Linked DNA regions of Mus musculus: region 1 is linked to region 2. A link is a contact called in public Hi-C data. All regions are on one chromosome and are shown on one strand. The core of a region is the stretch at or near the end of the contact, and the rest is flanking DNA. Distances in the headings are between cores, read along the strand shown. Region 1 overlaps Gm46145 (a long non-coding RNA gene). Region 2 holds the start of Inhbb (inhibin beta-B).

The links. A called contact is a pair of places that touch in the nucleus more often than the background predicts.
Region 1: a Hi-C map of muscle stem cells shows a contact between it and region 2, with 3 times the contacts expected there. The contact joins the enhancer-like site here to the promoter of Inhbb in region 2. A contact is called at or near these places in 1 of 39 promoter capture datasets (trophoblast stem cells), 11 of 484 Hi-C or Micro-C datasets (the AML12 cell line, cerebral cortex, embryonic fibroblasts and 5 more), 4 of 115 datasets of contacts at active chromatin or transcription factors (embryonic stem cells and pancreatic cancer cells) and 3 of 9 other capture datasets (adipose tissue, embryonic stem cells and pancreatic islet).

What each region holds. Positions count from the first base shown.
Region 1 is chr1:119,454,465-119,459,741 of GRCm38.p6, reverse strand. Gm46145 (a long non-coding RNA gene) reads right to left here. Exons shown (of 2, transcript XR_001779350.1): 2 at 5,225-5,277. Among named protein-coding and RNA genes, the nearest start is that of Gm46145, 3.2 kb to the right of the region's middle. Within about 2 kb of position 2,436, at least 59 of the 459 cell types and tissues checked have an H3K27ac peak or open chromatin away from gene starts, as enhancers often do. A contact at or near this core is called in adipose tissue, muscle stem cells and uterus, where this site is marked.
Region 2 is chr1:119,419,462-119,424,966 of GRCm38.p6, reverse strand. It overlaps Inhbb (inhibin beta-B), which reads left to right and starts at 2,719. Exons shown (of 2, transcript NM_008381.4): 1 at 2,719-4,340. The coding sequence starts at 3,881.

The DNA of each region.
Region 1 (5,277 bases), core at 1,187-3,686, 35 kb before region 2:
GAATACTAGTTCTGCATGTGGGAGGCCCAGATGCACTATCTAGTGTCTCCTGTGTGTGTCTGTATTCCCAGCTCTGAGCTCATCAGAGAAGTTCAAGATGAGCCTCAGCTACTTAGTGAGTTCAAGGCCTGCCTGGATGACATAAAAACCTTTATCAAAAGCAAACAAACAAACAAACGAACAAAAACTCCCCATAAGTTTTTCCATTTAGTGCCAGGAAATCATGGGCCCCACACCCAAAGCCCTGGTCAGCAGCAGCCTGAGCGTCTTATTCAGTCAGGGCTGTATTTCTGATATTGCTAGCTTTCAAAATGCTACTTGGCTTTATTTTTAGGAAGGAAGACCTGCATTCACAAAACACTCTAGGTTAGATTGCACCATTCAGAGCCTCAAAGTACTTATAAGAGGTCCTATTTGCTCGTTGGTGGCACATGGCTGTGCCTGCCACACAAAAGCTGTGCATGCCACTCAATCGCTCTGCCACTGGGTTACAATTCCAGGTCAGAACCTATACCTTTTTAATGCCATATTTTCTGAGCTTATATATTACTTTTTCTATACTAGAACAAAACACTTTTTAATATTCTCAGTGGGCAATGGGTCAAGTGCTTGCCTGGCAAGCCTAATGCTCTGGGCCCCATCCCTAGAATCATACAGACCCGGCACAGGGGTCAAGTGAGCCATCTCAGTACTGGGAATGGGGAATGTCATGACCATTCTCAGCTGAATAGCCAGTTTGAGGCTAGCCTGAGATACATGAGGAGACCCTGGTTTGTTCTCTCTCTCTCTCTCTCTCTCTCTCTCTCTCTCCCCTCTAATTCTAATTCTATATACGTGCTAAGCCAGGCTAGTGCAGCACTTACTCTGTAGCCCAGGCTGGCTAGTCGGTTCTCCGGCCTCCGTGCTAGGACGATGGGTGTGAACTGCCACGCCAGTCCCAGCTCACTTATTTGTTTTAAAAATAAGATCTCATTTAATTTGGACTGACCTCAAACTCATAATATAGCTGAGGATGACTTTGAACTCGGATCCTCCTGAACTAGAGTTACAGGCATATATAGAGTGCATAGGTGTGAGATGCTATCATGCCTGCCTTATGTGGTATTGGGATGGAACTCAGGACTTCATGCACATTCGGCAAGCACTCCAGCAACTGAGCTACATTCCCAGTTCCCAGTGCCCCATTCGTTTTTATTTGGACAGAATGTTATACCAAAAAAAAAAAAAAAAAAAAAAAAAAAAAAAGATGTCATTTTTTTAGTCACACCAGGCTCATTGAACGCTATTCGCAAACACCTAGCTCCACCTAGTGGCTACAGGAGGGTCGATTTTTCCCGAGAAAGCTCTTGAGGCTGGTCTGGGACCCTGCCTAAGTGAGGGTAGCTTTGGTAACTCCCTGGAAGCTGATTCGGAGCAGAACGCCTGCCTGAATCACTCCCTTGAAAAAGGTCCAAACACAGTTGTTGGGTTTAATGACCTGCGTTATTATGGGCTTTGGATTTTGTGTGTGTGCCAAGCCAAAGCATGAACAATACACAAACTCTTAAGGAAAAACACCGTGGCAGAGAGCAGGGCAGACAACATAAGCCCACTGTCTGTGAGGGCTGGTGGTTTCACTCGCATTTTTATTGCATTAATCAATTTGTATTGCAGAACATAGGAAGACTGTTCCCACAGTGAGTTTTGTTTACTGAGAAAGATTGGGAAAGTAACAGGGGAGCCCTAATTCCTCACACTGCAATTCAGCAAGCTCCTTTCCACATGAAACGCAAATGGGCTGCAACCCAGCGTGCAACTGCGCTCTCTCTCTCTCTCTCTCTCTCTCTCTCTCTCTCTCTCTCACACACACACACACACACACACACACACACACACACACACACACGAGAAAGGCCTTGGAGAACCACCCTAGTCACGTACTCCCTTCTCACCCCCCCCCCCAAGGAGCACCCAGACCTTGGTCTTAAAGACACATTCCCTTGGGGGCATCAGTCCCTGTAGTAGCGGTTCTGTCATTTTGGCTGCCATCACCAGAGATAGCCTCTGCTTCAAGGACTGCTCCCTCTTAGCCCAAACAAGCTGACTTCAGAGGCCAGGGCCAGCCAGTCCGTAGACTCAGTGCTCCCGTAGGCAAGCAGGTTGGGCTGAGCACTGACCGTGACCACATGTGCCATGGGCCCTTTGAGCACATTCTACTTGGGTGGGTGGCAGGTCATGACAAACTATTTTGCCCCAAGCATGGCTTATTCTTTTGCAATGCCCAAGCCCTATGTGTGGGTTAGAGCTTGGTGACTGTCCCTCAGTGGTGGGGGTAGGGATGGGGGCTGTAGCCCTAGGAAACAAGCTCACCTTGAAGCCCCGTGGCTCAGCCTCGCCTTCTATAGTTCAGGGCATAGCTGGCAGGGGGAAGCGGCTCGCATGTGATGGGATTGTGACCATATGTTGCTTTCAGTTTCAAAGCAGACTTTTAATAGCGGTTTCGTGTTACCTAGCTAAAAGTAGCTGTGAGCTTCTTGCCGCGTTCACACCTCTTCTCCCTTGTCCTGGATCATTTGTTCTGTGCTCCCTAAATTACCCATCCTTCTTGGGTTTAAGCATCAAAAAAAAAAAAAAAAAAAAAAAACCTCTTAGCTTCTAGCTTCTGCTGTTCACCAACACAGGTGCTATGTCAGCGGATCGCTCCCTCCACCCCACCCCAGTTCCCCCCACAGCCCTCCATCTTTCCCCACCTGTAAGCAGCGGTTCCCTGGCCAAGCTCCAAAGCACTTTCTTTTATCCCTTGATTGGGGTTTTATTTTAAAGAAGAAAGCCAAGCACATTTTTAACAGCCACAGCCAGATGGGGCTGAGCTCTTCCGAGGCAGCGAGGCAGCGCAGAGGTAATAAAACCCTGAGAGCTGGTGCGGCTAACCTAATGAGAGAGGCTGGGGCTTCCTGCCAGCTCCCAGTCCTGAAGAATACCTGTGGCCTCCGTGGAGGAGGCTCGTGACCTACGGCAGTGTTTTCCCATTTCTCTGTCCTCAAAGGCTGAAGTTAGTGCTGCGCTTTCCTAGCCCCAGGCTTTTCCACCCCTGCCTTGGACAGTTTTCACTCTGTGCTCCCGTAGTGACTTCTCCTACCTTAATAGACCTTGCTGCTGTACCTCATGGCTCTCCTTCCTTCCTTCCTTCCTTCCTTCCTTCCTTCCTTCCTTCCTTCCTTCCTTCCTTCCTTTTTTTCACTTTAATTGCATTTTATTTGTGTGTTTGTGTGAACACGTGGACACATATCACAGAACCCATGTGAAGGTCAAAGGACAACTTTCAGGAGTTAGTTCTCTTCTACCGTGTGGGTCTTGGAGATCAAATTCAGGCACACACACACGCACACACACACACACAAGCTAGTGAAACACCATCCATTCCCTCCTCTGCCCTTCTGCAATGGACTCCCATGTGTTAGACTGAGGGTGTCATGGGTTAGACTGAGAGTGTCCTCCCCTCCAGAAGAGATGTCATAGAGGCCACATTCTTCCCTTGGCCTGGCCCCTGGCTGCTAGTCACTGACAGGTGCCTTTCTTGCCATCTCTCAAGGGTGTTCTATTTCCATGGCTGCAGCTATAAGTCACCGACTTCCACTCAACCAGGCCAGGACGACCGAGGGCTCAGGGAGCACGTGCACAAGCCAGGGGCCACTAGGCTGGCAAGCTAGTCTAGCTAAGCCAGGACAGTGAGAGATCTCATATCGAGAGAGAGAGAGAGAGAGAGAGAGAGAGAGAGAGAGAGAGAGAGAGAGAGATGCAGGTAGGGAGCTGGTTAAAATGCCCTTAGCACAAGCAAACACGAAGAAAAGACTCTCTGGCAACTGGGCCAGCTAACTTGGTGTGGGCAGCAGAGAACAAAAAGAAATCTTGTCTTGAGCTAGGCATGGTGGTGCCTTTAATCCCAGCACTCAGGAGGCAGAGGCAAGTGGATCTCTGTGAGCTTGAGACTAGCCTGGTCTGCTAAAGACACCCTGTCTCAGAAAACAAAACAAAACAAACACACACACACACACACACACACACACACACACACACACACACACACACACACAAACAAACAAAAACCCTGAAAACAAAAAGAAAAAAATCCTGTCTCAAACAAAGTACCAGGAGGGAAGGACACTCAAGGTTTTCCTCTGGTTTCCATACACATTTTATGGTACATGTACACACATACACATGCATGCATGCACACACATGTGTGCACACACACATGCACTGTAAATCTGTCTTACCATCCCCACTCTAATTAGCTACTCTCTCCATATTCATTCAGGACTTGCCTTTAAGAAACTTCTTGAACCATGCCTACCTAGCCGGGCATGTCCATCGTCCTCGATTAAGATGGATCTTAAAATCTGGCAGGAGTCAGGTTGTGGGGGAGCATAGCTGTGGCCTAGGATTTGGGAGGCTGAGGTAGAGTATATAGGTCATTTTCAGTTATATATTGAATTCAAGGCCAGCCTAGGCAATGTGATATGCTGTCTCAAAGACAGACAAACAAAAAACCAGCCTGGTCCATAGTCACCATTTCTCTACCTGAGTGCTGCAATAATCCCCACTTACCATCCCAGGCCTGACAACCTGATTGGTGGCCACTGAGGGAAGGGTCCTTCCTTGTCCCATTACTTGCCCCATCTTCCCCACGTACCCTGACAAGGGAGACAACATTTCTTCTGCTTCCTCTGTGGGGTCGAAGCTGACCTGTGATGACCCTTGGAAAAACAGATAGCATTTCATCACAGGTATAAATGGGACCACTTACTAAATATCCTCTTGGTGTCGGGAGCAACAGCAGTGCATCTCTTTCTTGTATTCTTTGTGCTAGTAGACAGTGAGAAATGCAAGCTATATAATAAGTGGTTTGCTGAAGGCAAGGGTGGAGCCCAGGCCCCCTTCTTACAGATGCCCTGATGTGGCTCACCCTTGCAGCACATTTGCTATTGGCAGAAGCCAAGATATTCTGAGAAGCTCTCATGCTTTGGCTCTAAGACTATCGAGACAGCGGACCTGGGGAGATTAGAATTCCCCAGGAGTCTCAGGCTGGGAGAAGAAAAAGGCTGGTGTCCTGGTACCAACCAGAGAAGAAACTTAGCTCACAGGGTTCTGACAGTTCACCCGATGGTCTTGATGGACAGAGTGGAGTCTGGACAGTGATGGGTCAGTGATGGGTGGGACCACACCTTGACCAGGCCTGCTAAGCTATGTACACCTCTTGCTCTTTATTTACACTGAAAGGACCCTGAAGTAACTTGG
Region 2 (5,505 bases), core at 1,470-3,969:
GAACCTTACGTGGGGGTGGCCTGGTTGTGTAGCCCTCTCACTGATGGGCATGATTGTATTCAAAACTGACAGGCACAGTCATGTCCCCAGCCAAGACCAAAGGCTGAGGTCACCAGCAGAATCTAAGGCAAGAGCTAAATGAGGTTTCAAAGCAACAGGAACTCAGCTCTTCCCCTTTAGAGGGGACATGTGTCCCTCACTCCCCCGCAACACAAGATGATCTGGAAGAACTCAATTTACACCCTCAGCTCCTGTGGGCTGGGGGATCAGCAGAGGGCAGGATAATCCCAGCTTCTCCAGCAGATGGTTTCTGACTACCCTTGACCCAGTTCCCTCCCGGCAGTTGACTAGCAGCAGGGCTGGAAGTGTGGACCCTCCTCCCACCAGCAAGGACAGGGTGGCTTTTGCCTCTTTGGTGCCAGGTCAACAGGCAGATTTGCTTCAAGTTCCCGAAGGCAAACAGCTACTGTCCCTTTTTTTTTTCTATAGCTCTGTCCAGCCCAGTCGAGGCTGGTGAGAAAGACTATCTGCATAGGTCAGGCTGGAGCTGGGGGGAGGGGAAGGGGTCATTAAACCTTTCATTGGCTTAATGACTTCTCTCCTTCATTCATCAGTCGTTCCTTCCTAAGCCCTCCCTGGTCATCTGTCAGGTCTGGCACTAGACAGAGCCCGTGAGACCTAGCCCCTGTGCTGGAGCTAAGTCAGGCAATGAGGCAGCCAGCCAGGCACTGGGCACCTACCTAATTAGATAAATCACTTCCCTGGGGCACAGAGGGCCAGTGAGGGCTTCACCCAGGAGGAAAGACTGGGCTAAATCTTAAAGACCAAGGATGAAATAGCCAAATAGTGGGTGGATCTGCTTACAGAAAGAGCCAGAGGGTCAGATTGTGTATTGTGCCTGGAGTGTATACACAAAAGTCTGAGGTGGGGCAGGTAGGCTCAGGACCATATTCAGGTTGGGCTGTCACAGGCTGCCAGGAGCATCTCCTAGTTGCCCAAGGGCTCACTGGACCCTGAAAGGGCGGGGGAAAGGACACAGGACAGGAACAGCAAAGAATGGGTCTCCTAAGGGCAGAAGGGCTATTATCGTCTGGATTCTGCGGGGGCGGGAAGGAGAGGGGCTCTTGCTTCAGACTCAGAGTTGGTTAAGTCAGACCCGCCCTAGTTTTGCCCCGCAGACTTCTGGTCTGTTCCTCCTACAGGGAGAGAGGGGGCGCTCTGCTCCCAGACTTTCGTGCTTCCGCGGAACTGCTGTTCTGGCTAAGGTCCACAGGGTAGGGTTGTCTTGGGAAGTTGGGAAGCAATGGATGTTGGTGGAACGACCCCCCTCCCCAAGTCTGAGGTGTCTTTAGGGAGGGTTGTCCCGATTCCAAAGAGAACCATCCATGCGTCTACCTCTCAGTCTTGCCTGTCGTTAGGTGAGCCTATTGTGGGTAAGCGTCCTGGGAAGGGGGGGGGGGGGCTGTTTGCAGGCAATGTGTTCTGGTCTCTGGGAACTGTGCCCCGTGGGCATTGTCGTCCCAGACCCAGGTAGGGTCGGGAAAAGAGACAGAAAGAAGAGGGTACATTTGCAGTTCTCTAGTCAGTACTGGGAGTCAGACTCCCACCCATTACTGGCAGCCAGAAGAGCGTCCCAGAACCATCTTTATATCCGCTTCTGCGAGGTTGGTTTAGTCTGTTTGGACCTCCCAAAGCACCAGTGTGGTGCAGGTATCACAGTGCCCCTTTACAGCCGAGAGAGAGAGAGAGAGAGAGAGAGAGAGAGAGAGAGAGAGAGAGAGAGAGAGAGAGAGAGAGAGAGAGAGAGAGAAAGAGGCAGGGCAAGGTGAGGTTGGACTGGATTCAAATCCGGTAGTACCTGAGCCCTTCATTAGAATCTGGGTTTGTCTGAGGCCAAGTGTGACAAGACACGAATGGGACAGTGGAGACCCCAACAGTCTGGCAAGCCCTGAGCCTCCAGAGACCTTGGGTCCTCAAAGATGGGTTCCCAAACAATGCAGGTAGACCCTCGGGCCAACTACAGCAGAGCTGGCCAAGCCTCCAGCAGCCTCCGCTTCCCTTACTCTTCTAGCCCAGGGGGTTAACCCATCGCCCATTGGGACAGCGGCCTCGGACGCTAGAAGAGGGCGCTGTAGCCCGAGGGTGGCATCCAGCCGCACCTCTTCTCTGCTGCATTCGAACTTACTCCCCACCCCCACCTAGCAGATTGGATAGCGAAAGATCGTCCCTTGAAGGCTCTAGGGGCAGCTGCGGCGAGAGAGGGTCGCCCGTCCCGGTTGTGAAAGGCGACAATTTGGGACGGGGGCGGGGGGCGGCTTTCGTGGCCCTGAGTAAGGGGTGTCCAGAAGCACCCGGATCCTACACCAGGAGCGTGTCGGTGCCATTTATCCATCGCCCCATGGGGCGAGGGTCTGGAGCACTCACGTGGTGGGAAAGTTTCGAGGTAGCAAAAGTGGCCTGGCATCGCGGGGGGGGGGGCGCAGGGTGGAGAGAACCTTCTTGCCCCTCCTCGCCAAGGCAGAAAGGGAAAGAGCGGAGGGAAGAGGGGGTGGGAGGAGGATCAGGCAGCAGCGACCTGCAGAATCCGCCTCCCCCTCCGCCCCCGGGACGCCCGAGTAGGGAGGCGCGGACCGTCTCCTCCCGCACTGCCCGGACGACACTCCCCCTCCCCCCTTTTTTTCCTGCCAACGTCTATCTCAACGCGCGCGCACATACGGAGATTGTGCGGCTTTTTTACCCCTCGGGAAAAAAAGAACAGGGAGTGGAAAGGAAGAGAAGGCAAAGCGAAGAACTCCTCGGGCGCGCTCTGCACTCCGAGCCACGGCTGGGCGCGGGGACGCTGCTGCCACCGCCACCGCCGACTCGCTCTCTCCCCGGCCCTGCAGCGTGTGCCAGTGGGAGCGCGAGCCAGGGCACTCGATTCTGGGGACACAGAGAGACTTTTGGCCGCCACTGCCGCGGCAGGCAGAAGAGACAGCGGCGAGAAGGGCCCTGCCACCGCCTTTCCCTCCTCCGCCGCCCCGGCCGGCCCGCTCAGGCGGCCAGGCACAGGGAAGCAGGGAGGAGCAGAGGCCCAGGAGAAGCGCGCCGCGGCTCGCCCGCCCGTGGATGCGGCGCCCGGGGGAGCCTGGAGACAACTTTGCCGGGTGACGCGCTGGGAGGACTGCAGGGCCCGCCGCCCAGGAGGGCTCGGCACCTCCTGTAAGAAGGGCCCGCGCAGCGGCGCTCCCCCGCACAGCTCTCTCTCCTCCCGCCGGCCCGGAGCAGGGGAGAAGGACCTGCCCATCACCGCCGCTGCCTCGGGCGGCCGTGTCCTCGCTGCGAGCAGCGACAGGGCGAGGCGCTCAGGTGCGGTCGCGGGGCCCCAGCCGCAGCGCCCTCCGCAGCGCCGCGCCCGGGGTCTCCGGCACCTTCGCTTCAGTCTCCAGAGCGACTTGCGCCCGCTGCCGCCTCTTCCCTCCACCTTTCCAGCCCGGCCGAGCCAAGCCACCGTGCCAGCACCGCTGCTGCCGCTCCTCGCTTTCGCTTCACCCCGATCAGGGGGCTGCGGTGGCCCTCGACGCGGAGAGGATGGGCAGGCTGCAGATGCCTAGGCGCCCCGAGTCGTCAGCGCGCCACTGACCCGGCGGTCCCCCCCACCCCCTCACCGCCAGCCCGCGTTCCCTTCTGGTCCCCGCGGCGCCCCTTCTCGGCCGCGCGGGAACCCCCGCGGCCCGGCCGGCCCCCTCCCCCTGCGAGCCGGCGGCGGCGCTCCCGGCAGGCGGGCGGGCGGAGGCCCGGGCGGGGGCGGGGCGGGGCGGTGCGCCCAGAGCCCGGAGCCCGGCCCTGAGCTCGCTTCGCCTCGCCTCGCGGCGGGCGCCCTCGTCGCCAGCGGCGCACCATGGACGGGCTGCCCGGTCGGGCGTTGGGGGCCGCCTGCCTTCTGCTCCTGGTGGCCGGCTGGTTGGGACCCGAGGCCTGGGGCTCTCCCACACCCCCGCCGTCGCCCGCTGCGCCGCCCCCGCCCCCGCCACCCGGAGCTCCGGGTGGCTCGCAGGACACCTGTACGTCGTGCGGTGGCGGCGGCGGCGGCTTCCGGCGGCCGGAGGAGCTGGGCCGGGTGGACGGTGACTTCCTGGAGGCGGTGAAGAGACACATCTTGAGCCGCCTGCAGTTGCGGGGCCGGCCCAACATCACGCACGCTGTCCCCAAGGCCGCCATGGTCACGGCCCTGCGCAAGCTGCACGCCGGCAAGGTGCGCGAGGACGGCCGCGTGGAGATCCCGCACCTCGACGGCCACGCCAGCCCGGGCGCCGACGGCCAGGAGCGCGTCTCCGAGATCATCAGCTTTGCAGAGACAGGTGGGTTCGGCCACAGGGAAGCCAGAGGCGGCCGCGATCCCTCCCTTTTTCCTTCTCCTAGGAAGCCCTGCTGCCTTCACCGCCTCTGCAGCCCGCACGCCCCGAGGGCATTTAGGCTCCGGGCAGAGACGTTCTGCGGTGGCCTTGCGCGCTTCCCAGGGTGGCAGTCCTTTTCTATACTGCGCGCCCAGACTACAGATCCTTTGCGGCTTCCCTTTCCCTGCAGCAACTGGGAAGCACCCTGCCCTTCATCCTGGCTCACGGGAATTGGGCCCCAGCGCCTCTGGGCGCGCGTCCCCCTCCCGGCAGATGCGCGCAGCCCTGGCTCTGCGGGCACTTGCTTAGTGATTGCTTAATGTTTTTGTTTCCCACGATCCGAGTGTAGGCTTAGCAGTGTAGAGATGGAGATGTGTGTGCTTGTTGATATACGTGGGCAGGAGAGGAGAGGGAAAGGGAGAGAGAGAGGGAGAAAGAGAGGGAGAGAAAGAGGGAGAGAGAGAGAGGGAGAGGGAGAGAGAGAGGGAGAGAGAGAGAGAGAGAGAGAGAGAGAGAGAGAGAGAGAGAGAGAGAGAGAGAGGCTCCCGGGGCCGCTTGCGTCGCCCGGCGGCATGGGCTTGCCAGGATTGCTGAAGCATCGGTGGGGAGAGCTAGGCAACCTCCCTTCCGATTGTGTGGGCACCAGAGTCGGCGGAAGGCAGCTTCTCAACAGGTCCATCATTTACGCAAAGAAGCGGCTCAGGAACAGCCTCATGCCTTTAGGCTTGCCTGGCAGCAGCCGCAGCCCTCTCTGGTCCAGGGAAGAGGGGCAGAGTTTGTAGTTAACAAAGAGTGGGATTCCTTTCTGCAATGTCCTCCCAGGCCCCGTGTTGCAAAGCTCTGTCCACTATCTAAATATAAAATTCAGAGAAAAAGAAAAGAAAAAAATCTTTGGGAAGTTTAAAAAGGAGGAAAATTTCCCGGGCAGAAACGGTGTAAGTGTTTAGACATCGCTGTCCTTTTCAGGACTTGAATGAGCCAGGCTGGCTTTTGTGCTGGGAGCTCAGCCCCATTTGTGCAGAGGGGACTGCAGAGAAGGTCGCAGAGGGGGAAGCCCGATGTAGTCAGGGTGGGGGACAAGCAGGGAGCCTGGGAAGAGGAGGGGGGATCAGCTATGCTCCTGGCTGCG